Regions from separate parts of the Sus scrofa genome. Here region 1 is linked to region 2. Evidence: chromatin contacts called from public promoter capture Hi-C data. All regions are on one chromosome and are shown on one strand. The core of a region is the stretch at or near the end of the contact, and the rest is flanking DNA. Distances in the headings are between cores, read along the strand shown. Region 1 holds the start of SFTPD (surfactant protein D). Region 2 holds the start of TMEM254 (transmembrane protein 254).

Region 1 (7,525 bases), core at 2,280-4,779, 110 kb after region 2:
ATCATGACCATGAAGCAAAATACAAGCATGATCATCATTCTGAGATCATACCACCCTGCCTATTGTTCAACCTGGCCTGCAGTAGTACCATCCCACCTGCCCACCCACAGCCTGTGCTGAATATTGGAGGAGCAGTATAACAACAGACCACTGGGTTAATATAATGGTGCCTTTCTCCAGTAGGGAACCTGGATTAATTACTTTAGTAGTCCTAGGTTGGGTAGAAGACAGGTGAAATCTTTCAAGTCCCTTTCTAGTCCTAATCCACACGGGGGTGGCAAATCCATACCACTGAGGATTTATCTGCCAGTTCCAGGGCCATTTATAATAATATGTCCCCCCGAGGGTAGATCCTGTGACAAGGGCAAAAGTGAGTTATTGTCCTGACCATTAGTTGGCACTTGTCCTTGAGTGGTCAACAGTTGAACTCAGATGGTGTTGACTAGTTGTCTCTGGGTTAACATGGTGTAGGCCCTGGGCTGATTGCTCTTGGCATGTTCAGTTTGTAGGCTTGATTTGCTTCCTGGTCCACCCATTGAAAAAGTAGGCTTCCAGCCTCTGTTATTTAAGGAGTTCATTCATCCTTCAATTCGCCCGGCAGCACCAGGATTGTAGGGCAGGTGGAAATGTCAGGGAATGGCATTTTTATTGGCCCATTCCAAAACTTCCTGGCCAGTAAAGTGGGCTTTTTAGGGTTTCTTGATGACTCTGGTAGGCCTTTTATAATGCCGTCCACCTGCTGAAACACTTTGTAGACTACATACAGCTGTTGTTCTAGCACACACTATTGCTTGTTGCTCTGCCCCCTTCTGCAGATGGGACCCAAGGATACTCTTATTTTGCCATTGCCACAGGCCACAACCAAACCCTTTTGGGAAACTGGCCATGTCCAATCCATAAGCCTATCTCTGAGATAATATCCCTAACGTCTATGTCTCCAATTATTTAGGGGTGTTGGGTCAGGGGTATGCTTGTATTTTGTGGCTAATCTAGGTCCTTGAGTTTTTGTCTGGATTCACCAGCCATCCCCATGCCATCAGACAAACCACAAGCACAAGGCTGCTACTTTTAAGCTGGAAAGAGACTCTGTGGCTAACAATGTCAATATAATGGAAGAGAAAGACATCTCTCATGGTGGTCAGATGCCACAGGACCCCACATGGCAGTGGACGACCACTTCAGGATTACCCCCCTAACTTTCCATACCTTTTCCTTATTTCTTGACATCTCGGCACTCACAGGAGTTTCCTTGGCCTCTTGGCTGGCTCCTCAATTGTTGGGCTGCCCACCCACTGCAGGCCTGCAAGCCTTGTAGTTGCCCAACCTTGAGATGGAAGAAAGAGCCCAGACACACTGACAGAGCCATCAGTGGCTTATTGGACAGGGGATCTTACATCTCCAAAGCAGAAGGGTCCTAGAGCAACACCCCCACTGTGTATGGCAGGACAGTCAGCAAACTTCATTGCTGGTGGGAGGAGGCTATCATTTATGGGGGAACTGACGTCAAGTTGGCTCACCAGTTGCCAAGGAAACCAGCAGCTGGAGCAGGGGAAAGCATGTGGGTACTTACCAATTAAGATCTATAATTAAAAGGATTGGATAGTCACATGAGTGAAGTAGGGTCTGGCCGAGCTGGTGATGTACAGAGAGCAAGAGAACAGCCGTCTTGGATGACCTGACTATACCTATGTCCACTGAGCTGGGAGTTTCCACAGTAATGTGGGCAATCAGCTGGTAAAATACCAGAGGCTACAGCTTAGCTCTGACAAAGGTGCAGCTAATGAAATCCACCAGGGGTTTCTGATATTGCTGGGCTGCAGTGCAGCAGTGGTGACTAGCTCCCAAAGAAAGCATGTAGTTATCCTGACCTCATCTTGGGAAGAGAGGGTGAGCCAGTGATCCTCTGCATGAAAGCCATTGTGATCACCATTTAAAATCTGATTCTCAGAGTTCCCTGGTGGCCTTGCGGTTAAAGATTTGGCATTGTGACCACTGTGGCTCAGGTTCAGTGCCTGGCCCAGGAAATTTCACAAGCTGTGGGTGCAGCCCAAAATATAAAATCAGATCAAATCTGATTCTTCTCACTTGTGTAACTGAGAAAAGCAAAGGTTTTCACTGGAACATGAGTGTCTGGGTTGGATCATAAGTAGACCTGGACCTTGGTGGAATGTGGAGTTAGATAAAGAAACTCCATATTCTTTGCTATAATGGGGTCCAAGGGCATTGTGAGGGATGAATCTGACACCCTAGGAGTTAGCAGTTAACAGAAGTCAGCTTGCAGGAAGAAACAAAGTATAGGACTCCTTTAATAAGGGTCATCCTAAATAAGAATTTTGTCTAGCCACCAGGATAAGACTTGACAATTAGGATTTGTGGGGAGAGGAGAACAAGGGTTCAGTTCAGCCTCCATGCTGACTTAGATCTCCAGGGGCACAAGAACATCCTAGAATAGAGGGGGCTGTGTTAGTGATGAAAGGGCTCAAACATTAGGGGCCCAGGTGCTCTGCTATGGGATCCTGCTTCAAAAAATTGCAACATGGGAAACAGAAGACCTTTTCTTATCAACTGAGGAAAACTGGCTTTATAGGTTCCACAGTATACAAGGTGATGGCATCAAAAGCTAGGAGCAAGTCAGCACCTCCAAGGGGGTGCCCATAGGAAAGGACTGGAAACATGCGGCTGCTGGTGTATAGACCTAGGCAAAGGGTGGATGGAAGAGATAAAGTCACAAGGATCTAAAAGCAAGCAGAGCTGACAGCCACAGCAGTAGGGTGGGGAAATGCCCTACAGTCACTAGAAGTTAGAGTTACCCTGGGGATGGTTACGACAGTGTATCAGCAGCTCAGGGGTCCAAACTGGCCACTAGAGCAATGTAATGGGCAAACACAAGCTAAAGAGATGGAGAGATTTGGGCAAGGAAGGCCATCCCACAAAAGGCAAGTGGCAGGGGGCACTCTTAGATCCAGAGCAGAGAGCAAAAGAGTGACCCCTGCTAGGTGGTAGCTCCTCCAACCGCTGCCCCCACCCCAGGCTGCTACCTAGCACTTCCTCTACAAGGCTACTCCCACTCAGGTATACAAGGAGCTCCCAGCTCTTTCCTAATATCTAGGCAGTAATGTTGAGGTGAAGGGGGAAGAGAAGTGGGCACAGTAGGTGCTGGCTCTTGGATTCTGCAGATGCAGGTTGCTTTTGCAATAGTTGTAGGTCACTGTGCAACTGGCTGGTCTTCTCTGGACCTTGAATTCCTGGACATCTGTAAAATACAGACACTGTTGCTGCCACTTAACTCCAAGGGTTGCAATGAGATGCAGATGAGAGCGTGGACTGAGGTGCTCTATAAACTCTAAGGTGATGGGTGTGTAGTGTTATGAACATCAGTGGCAGGTGTCCAGAATGCAGGTGATCGAGTGAGTCAACAAGGAAGAAAATTGCTCTATCTACTTCTTGAAGAGGGTTCTCAGGAAACTGGGGCTGGGAGGCCCAGGTTACAGGGCAGTCATAAATAGCCAGTGCCTGCCCAGAAAACTTTAGTTTGCCTGGAGATTCTGGAGCTCTAGAGGACGCAACTGTGAGTGTTTCTGGTCTTGCATCTCCTTTTGTTCTCCTGATGTCCAGTGAGTAGCTCCCTGCCTCTATGGGTGGCTTATCCTACCAGTGTTGAGGAAGGCAGGGTCTGTGGAGCTGTTCAGGCCTAGGAGGGTGGGTGTTGGAGGTGGGGGGCACAGTGGGGTAATAAGGAGCACTCTTCTTCCCCACACTCTGCTCTCTTAACTCAGGGGGAGATTTGTTTCCTGGTCTGGGACAGGGTAGGTGAATTGGGTATGATACCCAACCAGACCTCAAATGCCATTGTTGGAAGCCCCCGTGGAAAATGCAGTTCATTTTCCTCTTGGCTCCTCTCCATCCCTGATTTCTTCAGAGAGAGTAGTAGCCGAGAAACAGACCAGGTGTCCCTCTGTCAGTTCTAAGTCCATCCCGGTATCTAATGACCGTGAGGCATGGATAAACATTGCTTCTCTCAGCCTCAATCTTAAAAAGCTTTCTGGACTAGGTCACTGATTTTTCGACCAATTTTCAGAGGGGTCATTGGTTTTTTTCCCCAATAAAATCTTAACCTGAAAGTTTGGTATAAACAGAACATCATGTATATTGAAGGGGCTATGGATCTTCCCATTCTCTCTGTTGTCCCAGGTAAGATGCCTCATCTGAATTTTTGGTCTGAAAACCTGTAAGTTTTCTCTCTCCAAGGCCCTTCCTGCTACAGTGGGTGATGATACGTTCCCTCCCATCTTGAGCCATTGGGCAGAATACCTTTTGCTTTTCGGGCCCCAGTGTTGAGGTCAGAGGTCAAATGTCCTGGTGCTGGCCTGGGTCCTTTGGTACCATGACTGAGCTCTGCCACAAGTACAATGAGGCAACTGCAGCTGGCCTGAGAACCCATCTGGGTATTTGTAGAGACTCCCAGGATCCCTGAGGAAGTGGTGGATTCAAAAGTGAAGACAGGAGCTCCTGCTGTGGTATGGGATCAGCGGCGCGTCTGGTGAGCACTGAGACCCAGGTTTGAGCCCCAGCCCAGCACCGTGTGTTAAGGATCTGGTGCTGCCACATTTACAGCTTATGTCTCAACTGCAGCTGGGTCTGAGCCCTGGCCTGGGAATTCCATATGCCACAGGGCAGCCAAAAGAAGTGAAAGACAGAGTTCCCATTGTTTCTCCCCAGGTTAAGAACCTGACATAGTATCCATGAAGATGTGGGTTTGATCCCTGGCCTTACTCAGTGGATTAAGGATCCAGACTTGCAGCTTGATCTGGCGCTGCTGTGGTTGTGGTGCAGGCCTGCAGCTACAACTCCGATTCAACCCCTAGCCCAGGAACTTCCATATGCTGCAGGTGCCCCCCTCCCAAAAAAAAGAAATTAAATTTAAAAAGCCATAGAGGGGAGTTCTCGTCATGGCTCAGGGGTTAACGAATCCGACTAGGAACCATGAGGTTGCAAGTTCGATCCCTGGCCTTGCTCAGTGGGTTGAGGATTTGGTGTTGCTATGAGCTGTGGTGTAGGTTGCAGACATGGCTCAGATCCCGAGTTGCTGTGGCTCTGGTGTAGGCCGGCGGCTACAGCTCTGATTAGACCCCTAGCCTGGGAACCTCCATGTGCTGTGGGAGCAGCCCTAGAAAAAGGCAAAAAAGACCAAAAACAAACAAACAAACAAACAAAAAAACAAACAAAAAACCCGATAGAGGCTAGTGCACAATAGGGCTCATCCACAGCAATGAATTGGCAGTTCAGGGAAGGAGCACTTCTCTGGCCAAGAAGCCCTTCCCCTCCCACCACCTCAGCCAGCCTGGTGACTCTCCTCCCCTTGGCAGGTCCCTCGCGGGCTTTGTTACCAGCTTCCAACTCCTATGAGCCTTTTCTGCTCATAACTTTACCGTTTCTCTCCAAGAGAGGAAGGAAGCTCCGTAGTGGGAGTGACCCCTGTCCTGAACACCCCCCTAATCTCACTTAGTTCCTAAGTTCCTTTCAGATGGTAACCAGATACCTTGTGGGACATCTGCTCTTTTTTGCCCTTCAGAATTAGCCTTCCTCTGACTGGGCCCATCTCTTGTGTCCCCTTCCTCCACAAGGGGCCCCTGTTCCAAGTTCTCTCAGGAGGTCTGAGCAGGGCTCTAGGTGTCCCACGGTCTCTCCAGCCACTAATTTAGTGTCTCTGAGAACTTTCGCCTGGGTTCTCTCTGGGACTTTCCTCATGGAGAGTGTCTAGCCCAGAAATGGCAAGTCTCCTGACAAACATGAAGCCATCTGGTGCCCAGGACATATTTCACCAAGCATGCAGGTCTCTGGCTGCTTTTCAGACAGCAGCGCAGACGACCAGGACTAGTCCATCCAAGGCAGCAAGAGAGAGGAAATGATTCTGCCTTGTTGGAGCTGAGCCAATCACCTTGATGGATCGGAAAGGGAGAGAAAGTCTGGAGAGGGGAAAGGTGCTGCCTAAGGGCCCTTGGTGAGTCCTTCCTGAGGTGACAAATGGCCTCAGTGAGGAATTCTACTTTCTAGCCATGGTGCCCTTGGCAGTGCCCAAGGGGAGTCACAAAAAGGGGTGATACAGAGTATTTGAGAATAGGTGGCTGCTGTTGGCAGCCCATGTCAGAGATCCAGCTGGTTAACTCATGCCTTCCCGGGCCAGAACTTATTGCCACCTTGTCCCTAAACTGCCTCCAGAGCGCTGCTGCTCTTGGTCCCAGAGATGGGGAGAAGAGCTGGGGGAGGGGCTTCTCCTGACCTCCAGGAGCTGGACCACACCCTCATCTGTGTGCTAGGACCAAGAGCACCTCCTCTTTCTTTCTGTTCACCTGCCTAGGACATGCTTCTCCTCCCTCTCTCCGTGCTGATCCTGCTCACACAGCCCCCGAGGTCACTGGGAGCAGAAATGAAGACCTATTCCCAGAGAGCAGTGGCCAACGCCTGCGCCCTGGTCATGTGTAGCCCCATGGAGAATGGCCTGCCTGGTCGTGATGGTCGGGATGGGAGAGAGGGCCCTCGGGGCGAGAAGGGGGATCCAGGTACAGCTGGGCCCACGGGCTTGTCTTGGTGGAGAGGGGTGGGCGCTGGAATTGTAACCAACCCAGAAACTGAGAATTCTGCTGTGGAAACTTTGGAGATGGTCTTCTTCCCAAGGAGGTGGGTTTCTCCCAGATATTCAGCCCACCCAAAACATGGCTTGGCTGGTTGGCTTGGCAAAGACAGGCTGCCCCGAGCCCCCAAGTGCCTCCCCCCATCACCACCTGCCCTGATTCCTCCTCTAGGGTCTTCTGACTCCACCCACTCCAAGAATGAGCAAACAGTAAGTAAATGACTGGTATTTGGGCACCTCTAGAACCTGCTCCATCACTTAACCATTGTTCATTCTGAGTAAATGGTGCCTCTGCAGAGTGTTAAATATTTTAAATATTTAGTTAAATCTATCCCATGAAGGGTGGGAAGGGATGAGGGTCTGTGGTCCCATACTCAGGCCTGATCAAAAGGATTTTCCCTAAATACATTAAGGAGAGAAGGAAGAGGAGCTCACATGCCTTTGTCCAGCCCTGTGCTTGGATGTTCACTTGAGTAGTTACCAAAAGTCTACAAGGGATGTATTAACCTTGTCTGATAGTTAAGAAAATTATGACAGAGAGATGCTAAATGACACCCAGTCTGGGGAATTTCCATTGTGGCTCAGCGGTAACAAACCTAACTATTATCCATGAGGACGCAGGTTCCATCCCTGGTTTCGCTCAGTGGGTCGGGGATCCAGCATTGTCAGGAGCTGTGGTATAAGTCACAGACGTGCCTTGGATCTGGTGTTGCTGTAGCTCTGATTCAACACCTAGCCTGGGAAATTCCATATGCCGCAAGTGTGTCCCTAAAAAGAAAAAAAAAATGACAGCCAATCTGGAAGGTGAAATGGACTTGGGCTTCTGCATCAGATGCATCTGTGCTTGACTGCTAGCTCCATCTCCACAGTAGGGACCTCCCCCTCCCCAGACAC
Region 2 (7,141 bases), core at 93-2,592:
CACGGCAACGCCGGATCCTCAACCCACTGAGCAAGGCCAGGGATCAAACCCGAAACCTCATGGTTCCTAGTTGGATTCGTTAACCACTGCACCACGACGGGAACTCCTGATTTTGATTTTTAAATGCATTGTTTGTTAAAGCAGATATATAATCCACATTTCATAGCCCACAAAACAAGTTATTATAGTCGAAAGGAAATTTTTAATCATGTATTAGCCAGAATGATTTTACACCTCAATATGTGAAAACTTCTTACATCACAATTTAGTCCCCAATCTACTTTTCTGGGTATCTTTCCTGTATCCTTTAAATGAATTCTGACTAAGTAAAAGTCATTCTTCCTCTTTGCAGAGATTTTCTGTCTTCTTGATTCTACATCTATGCGGTAACATGTATATCCGCTCTATCCCTTTTTACAAATTAAATCCTACCCATTCTTTAGGTTTTTCCCCATTTTCCAAGCAAATCCAACTGCCTCAAACATTCTGCTTCTGAAGCCCTAGTTTGACTTGGCAGGCCTAGCACTGTCTGCCAACTTGTCCTCCTTCTCCTGGAGCTCTACTAAGACCTAGCTAAGTCATTCCTAACTGTGGAAACGCAAAGACAGAGACAGTTTCTAGGCAGAGACCTTCCTTACAAGCCCACCGAACTTCCATTTACACCAGTAACCTAGGCAACCACCTGGTACGCAAGCGCAAGACTTCCCGCCCACCCCAGTGTCCCTCGCTCTACGGGAGCCTGGAGGGCCAAAACAGATGCACCAACCCGCACTATAACTTACTCCGAAATATCCCAGCCCCAGGATCGTGATCAGCGAGGGCAAGGGGTTGGCTGTACGGAAGTATGAGGTAGCAGCCCTGCCAGCCTCCGACTTTGCCACCACCATCTTGAAAGATCTAGATACTGAGTCATGGTGTGGGTAGCCTTTCCTGCCCTCATATAGGGAAAGCGTGAATAACTGGTTTCTCAGGATCTCAAAACTGCGAAACGCGTGGGCAGACAAGCGCGCCTGCGTTGTCTTCCCGGGTATAATCCTCGGGCTCACAGCGCCGCGGGAGTGCGATTGCGCCTGCGCGATCTCTCCCGCCTAGCAGGTAGGGTTGATTTCACAGCTGAAGGGAGCGCTCTGTTGCCTCGCTTGGTCTTTCTTGGAGGCCGCTGCCCTTACCGTGTAATAGCCAAAGGAGACGGTGATGATGGTGACCCAAAACAGACTGCTCCTCTGGAAGTAAGTCTGATCTCTAGTTGCCTTCCCCATCGCTGCAGCTCATACCAGGGAATGCCGGGCAGGCCTCCGCTGGGCGCGCTGGATGAAAGCAAGGCTGGAGGTGGGGCCTCGGCAAAGGCTCCTCCCTTCTCTCATCTACCTTCCCGGAGGGAGAAGAATCTCTAGGTCTGAAACTCAGAAAACTTGTGTCTCCGCTGGTTTTGGCCTGGTGGACTGGTCATCACCTTGCAGGGGAGACCCCTCTTTGAGTGTCACTTTCCAACTAGTCTAATATATAAATAACGGTGTTAGGATAGTTGGTACTTTATTCCTCTAATAACTATGAATCTGTTTTTTTGAACTTAACCTCTGCTTTGCTTTGTGGGGAGTATAAAAAATTTAATAGAAGCCCCAATTAAATAGACTTGGGAGAAAGGGATACTCTCACAGCCTGTGATGATAGCAGAGACCATTTGGTAGGAGGTGCCTCTTCCTTCCTGGCAAGGACACAGCCGAAGAAAACCCACAGGCTCTTCATTTTCCCTAGCCCTCCCAACTTCCTTTTCTTCTCCTTAAAAGTGTTCTCCTTCCCTTTGTTGGGGGTGGGTGGGTGTGGAGCTTGCACAGGGCTCACCATGGTTGCAGATGTGGACTTGCAATTCTTTGCAGATCCCAGAATAAGCCTATATTTTCTGGAGAAATATCTGGTAGGCTCTTTGTTTCAGATCAACAGAGATAATATTCTTCCTCTTCCACAGTAAAGATGTATTGACTGGAGTTCCCATTATGGTGCAGCAGAAATGAATCCGGCTAGTAGCCATAAGGATGCAGATTTGATCCCTGGCCTTGATCAAGTGGGTTGGGGATCCAGAATTGCAGTGAGCTGTGGTGTAGTTCACGGATGCTGCTTGGATCCCACATTACTGTGGCTATGGGGTAGGCTGGCAGCTGTAGCTCTGATTGGACCCCAAGTGCCACACATGCGGCCCTAAAAAAGGCAAAAAAAAAAAAAAAAAAAAAAAGATGTGTAGAACCACATAGCACAGCCATTATGAGCAGGGGCCATGGAATAGATGACCTGGCTCTGCCACTTTTTCTGTAAGCTTAGATAGTTGCCTAAGCCATCGGTGCCTTATCTCTCTCTATGTAAAGTCGGGATATACTGGTTCCTACCTCAGAGCTTTTGGGTGGATTAAATGAGTTTACACTTGTAATAAAAGCACTATAAAACAAAGAATGTTGACCACCATCCAGTTGTACAAGGCTCAAGTCATTAGCCACTGCAGTTGTCCTATGGTGCATGCTGAAAGGAATTCAGAATGAAGTATATGGTGAGGGCCTCTGTGCTTTGGGAAAACAGGAAAAACAGTCCCTTAGATAAATATATTTCAGGAAAAAATTTCATGAACCCGAACTCTTGTGTCTTTCTCATAGTTAGAAAAGCACTATAGTCATTACTGAGATATCTCTTCCTTGTGACTAGCAGTAACCTTCTACCAAGATGAATGCTTGATTGCACGTACTCCTTAGCCAAAATTATATATGCTGGCCTTTCCTCTTATCTGTTCAGAGCTATCTGGGAGGCTGTCTCTTGGGCTGTAGTCCTCAGTAAATCATAGAATAAACTCAGCTCACAGCTGTGCATTTTTCTTTCAGTCAATAGCACACACAAAAGTGTGTGGACCATAGTGCTTTACAAGTATTGGATGTAACTAATATTACTGAGCTTTTGACATTTGTGCCAGGCCCCTGTGCTAAGTGCTATATCATCAGTGTGAGGTGGGAGGCATATCAGACCAAAGTGTGTTCTGATTAGACTTCAGAAAAAGATGGTTTCACTTGGGCCTTAAAAATGGATGAAGCAATAGCTGATACTCGCTGTGCACTTACTATGTTCAAGGCATTGTTCTAAGTACTATATTTGGAAGGATTAGCTCGTTTAATTCTCAAAACAACTCTATGCTATAGACCAATGTCCTTCATTTGAAAGATAGGAAACTGAATACCAAGAAGTACCCAAAGTCATCTAAGTGGGTAGGTATACCGGGAGTCAAGTGGTAGCTGAGTGTTCCAGCACTCTTAAGGACCATACTAAAAATAAGTTGTGGGAGTTCCCGTCATGGCACAGTGGAAACGAATCCAACTAGGAACCATGAGGTTGCGGGTTCGATCCCTGGCCTCACTCAATGGGTTAAGGATCCGGCATTGCCATGAGCTGTGGTGTAGGTCGCAGATGTGGCTCGGATCTGATGTTGCTGTGGCTGTGGTGTAGGCCGGCAGCAAAGGCTCGGATTAGACCTCTAGCCTGGGAACATCCATATGCTGCAGGTACGGCCCTGAAAAGACAAAAAGACAAAAATAAATAAGTTGTGGAATATTTTCAGAACTTCATCAGTCAACATGGAAATAGGCAAGGTTCTCTGTCCTCATTTTTGCATGAATGTATTTGGTTATGTTTTAAAGAATGGATTTCCAGAATATGTGACACAATCCATTTCCCAGATAAACCACAGTGCCTGTCAGTATCAGGGTTACCAGTGCTAAACAGCTTTTCTTATCCTCATCTTCCTTCATCGCACTACTCTTGGTTTTCCTCTCTGAACATCTGTTTTCTCAGCTTTTCTTTTCCTTCTTGTCCCCTAGATATCAGAACTCTTGTGTCTTTCTCATAGTTAGGAAAGAAACCGAGTTCGGGTTTCCTGTTAGCTTCTCTCTGTGTTTACAGTCCTTTTGAGCTTTAATTTTCACCTCCATCTGGAAGATTCTAAAAAAATCTCTCCAGTCTCAGTCCCTCTCCAGTTGCCTGCTGGTCACCTTTACTAGATGTGACACCATACCTGAAAGCCAAAAAGCCCACTATTATCCACAGAGCCAAGCCTCCCCCATTTATGTTAATAGCATCTTCCTTCTTCTAGGCACCCAGAGCCTCCCTTTTGGCTGCCTTCATATCTGTCAAGAGTCATCTGTCAAAAGTTCTGTTGATTAACATGATATCTGATCCTTCTGGATTAAACTGAAACTGAGTCTGCCTAAAACCAAATTTTCTTTCTTTCTTTTTTTTTTTTTTTTTTTTTTTTTTTGGTCTTTTTGGCTTTTCTAGGGCTGCTCCCACGGCATATGGAGGTTCTCAGGCTAGCAGTCCAATCGGAGCTGTAGTTGCCAGCTTATGCCAGAGCCACAGCAACGTGAGATCAGAGCCGCGTCTGCAACCTATACCACAGCTCACAGCAATGCCGGATCCTTAACCCACTGAGCAAGGCTAGGGATTGAACCTGCAACCTCATGGTTCCAAGTCAGATTCGTTAACCACTGCACCACGACGGGAACTCCAAACCAAATTTTCTTACCAAGTTTATGATTATTTTAATTTTATTTTTAACATGTTTATTGAAATGTGCTTGATTTATAGTGTTGTATTAGTTTCAGGTGTACAGCAAAGTGATTCAGTTATACGTGTGTGTGTGTATCTATACATATATATGTGTATTTTTATACTCTTTTTAAGATTCTTTTCCATTATAGATTATTACAAAATATTGAACTGAATTTTTGATTAATCTCTCTATCCAAAACTTTCTTTTCTTTGTCCCTTCTGACCTCAGTCCTGTGCTAACTGAACACTAATCAACCAGAATCAGATGGCTAAAACTGCTCTTGTAGAAATCATTAATGTACAAACTCAGGCTGTTTCTCCAGGATAGGATGAGCTAATAGACTCCAGAGGCATGGACCCTGTGGCCTGAGAATCATAAGCCAGAGACATCCTGACTATGATTAAGAAATGTCACAGAAATATCTTAAGATGATTATTAATCCCAGCCAAAATCTTCGTTCTTCTGCTTTAAAAAACAAAACAGAACAAACCCCCAGCTCAAAGACCAAGTTGGAGTGGATCTGAGAATTGTCTTCCACTCCCTTGCTTGGGGCCCTGCGATAAATCTTGAGGTTGCTGCAAACATCACCTGCCTGCTTTCTATGCTGCAGGCACACTAGCCCTTGCTGGTCACCAAAAACTGTAATTTAATTTTTACTATCTCCCTAGGTCATGTCATTTGTTTCAGAAGTTGTTAACAAGAGAAAAAAACTTCGATTGTCCTAATTAATAAAATAGAGATAAATGAGGTAAAAGCTTTTAGGTAGATTCTTTAGAATAATTGTGTTTAATTTCTCCAGATTTGTGGTAACCTGAAACTTCAGAGTTTTGCTAAACCAAGTTAAATGATGGAAGTTTATTAAATATCTAGGTCATTTTCACATAAGTAAGACATTAAAATATTAATTACTAAACATTACAGAGAAAATAAAAATTTTAGGACTATTAATAAATAGTCACATTGTGCCATTTTCTGTTAAATGGTGTCACACTGATACATTTTCTCTATCACACTGGTGTCACAGTGTCACACTGATACATTTGGTGTCACACTGATACATTTTCTGTAAAAAAGCATGTTTTTAGAAACCATAAATAGTATTTATAAGTTTGCCAATCTATTGACTGCTAATGTAAAAAAGTTCATAATGGCTTAATTCTTAGTTTTTATTAGAAATTAAGGTTTTTAAGAGTTGAGAATTCTAATTAAAAATGTAATTAAAGCTATTAGAAATAATGAGGGAAACATTTCAACATGCAGGGAAAGTAGGGTGCATGGTTTCAGTAACCGAAAGTATGAAGGGGAGTTTTCTTTGTGGCTCAGGAGTAACGAACCTGAGATTAGTATCCATGAACACTCGGGTTCATCCCCTGGCCCCGCTCAGTGGGTTAAAGACCCGGCATTGCTGTGAGCTGTAGTGTAGGCTGAAGACAAGGCTTGGATCTGGAGTTGCTGTGGCTGTGGTATAGGCCTGCAGCTGCAGCTCCAATTCAACCCCTACCCTGGGAACTTCCATATGCCATGGGTATGGCTGTAAAAAGAAAAAAAAGAAAAAAGTACGAAGACTGGAAATGCATTTTGTTAAGGGAAAAGAAAGTAATTTTGTCTTAGAGCTGTTGTTTCTGGATAGGAAAGAAAATAAGGGACAAACTGATATGGATACAGAAAGTTGTGGAAAAGGAACTCTGAGAAAAGAGTTTTAAACCTGGTCAAGATTGGCTAAGATTAGATTGAATTTAATTAAGTAACTGAATTAAAAGTAAGCTGATTATAATCCAACCCTGGATTTTGGTGTTTTCTCTGTTAAGAAAATGAAGTCTTCTCAGAATGTTGAGCAGTTTTTGATAACAGATTTTAAATGTCTTTGTCTTTTAAGTTCTCTGTTCTGTATTTGCCTTTGAAATTTTTTTCATTTTGGTTAAGTTAATATTGTTTCATGGTTACCTATGATCCTATTTGAACAAGTGTTTGAAACTTTTTGATATTTTTGACAATCTTCCCCCAAATCAAATTTTAATTAAACTTCACTTGACCTCTAGCTAACTTTGAGTTTTCGAAAGGACCTGTGAAGCGTTTCTTTTTTTTCTTTTTTTTGTCTTTTTGCCTTTTCAAGGGCCGCTCCCATGGCATATGGAGGTTCTCAGGCTAGGGGTCTAATTGGAGCTGTAGCCGCTGGCCTACACCAGAGCCACAGCAACGTGGGATCTGAGCCGCGTCTGCGACCTACACCACAGCTCACGGCAACACCGGAACCTTAACCCACTGAGCGAGGAGACCAGGGATCAAACCCGCAACCTCATGGTTCCTAGTCGGATTCGTTAACCACTGCACCACGATGGGAACTCCTGTGAAGCATTTCTGAGAGAGACATTAAACTAACTAGGACTGCTTAGTATAGTTATTATATTGCTTGCGAAGCATTGTCAAGTGATTGGAGATAAACTTTCTTAGGTTACACTAAATGTCATTAGTATAGGTATTCTAGAGAGGATATGAAATTTCTAAAATCAGCTATGTCCTGGTATAATGTTATCAGTCATAATTCTAGTTATTATCTTA

What was found. Promoter capture Hi-C pulls out the DNA fragments that hold promoters and counts their contacts.
Region 1: a contact with region 2 is called in a promoter capture Hi-C map of liver, with 6 times the contacts expected there. The contact joins the promoter of SFTPD here to the promoter of TMEM254 in region 2. A contact is called at or near these places in 1 of 5 promoter capture datasets (liver), 7 of 47 Hi-C or Micro-C datasets (alveolar macrophages, embryonic fibroblasts, liver and 2 more) and 1 of 2 datasets of contacts at active chromatin or transcription factors (alveolar macrophages).

What each region holds. Positions count from the first base shown.
Region 1 is chr14:82,048,005-82,055,529 of Sscrofa11.1, forward strand. SFTPD (surfactant protein D) reads left to right here and starts at 3,530. Exons shown (of 8, transcript NM_214110.1): 1 at 3,530-3,568; 2 at 6,359-6,560. The coding sequence starts at 6,362.
Region 2 is chr14:81,939,101-81,946,241 of Sscrofa11.1, forward strand. It overlaps TMEM254 (transmembrane protein 254), which reads right to left and starts at 1,343. Exons shown (of 4, transcript XM_003133087.4): 1 at 1,170-1,343. The coding sequence starts at 1,259.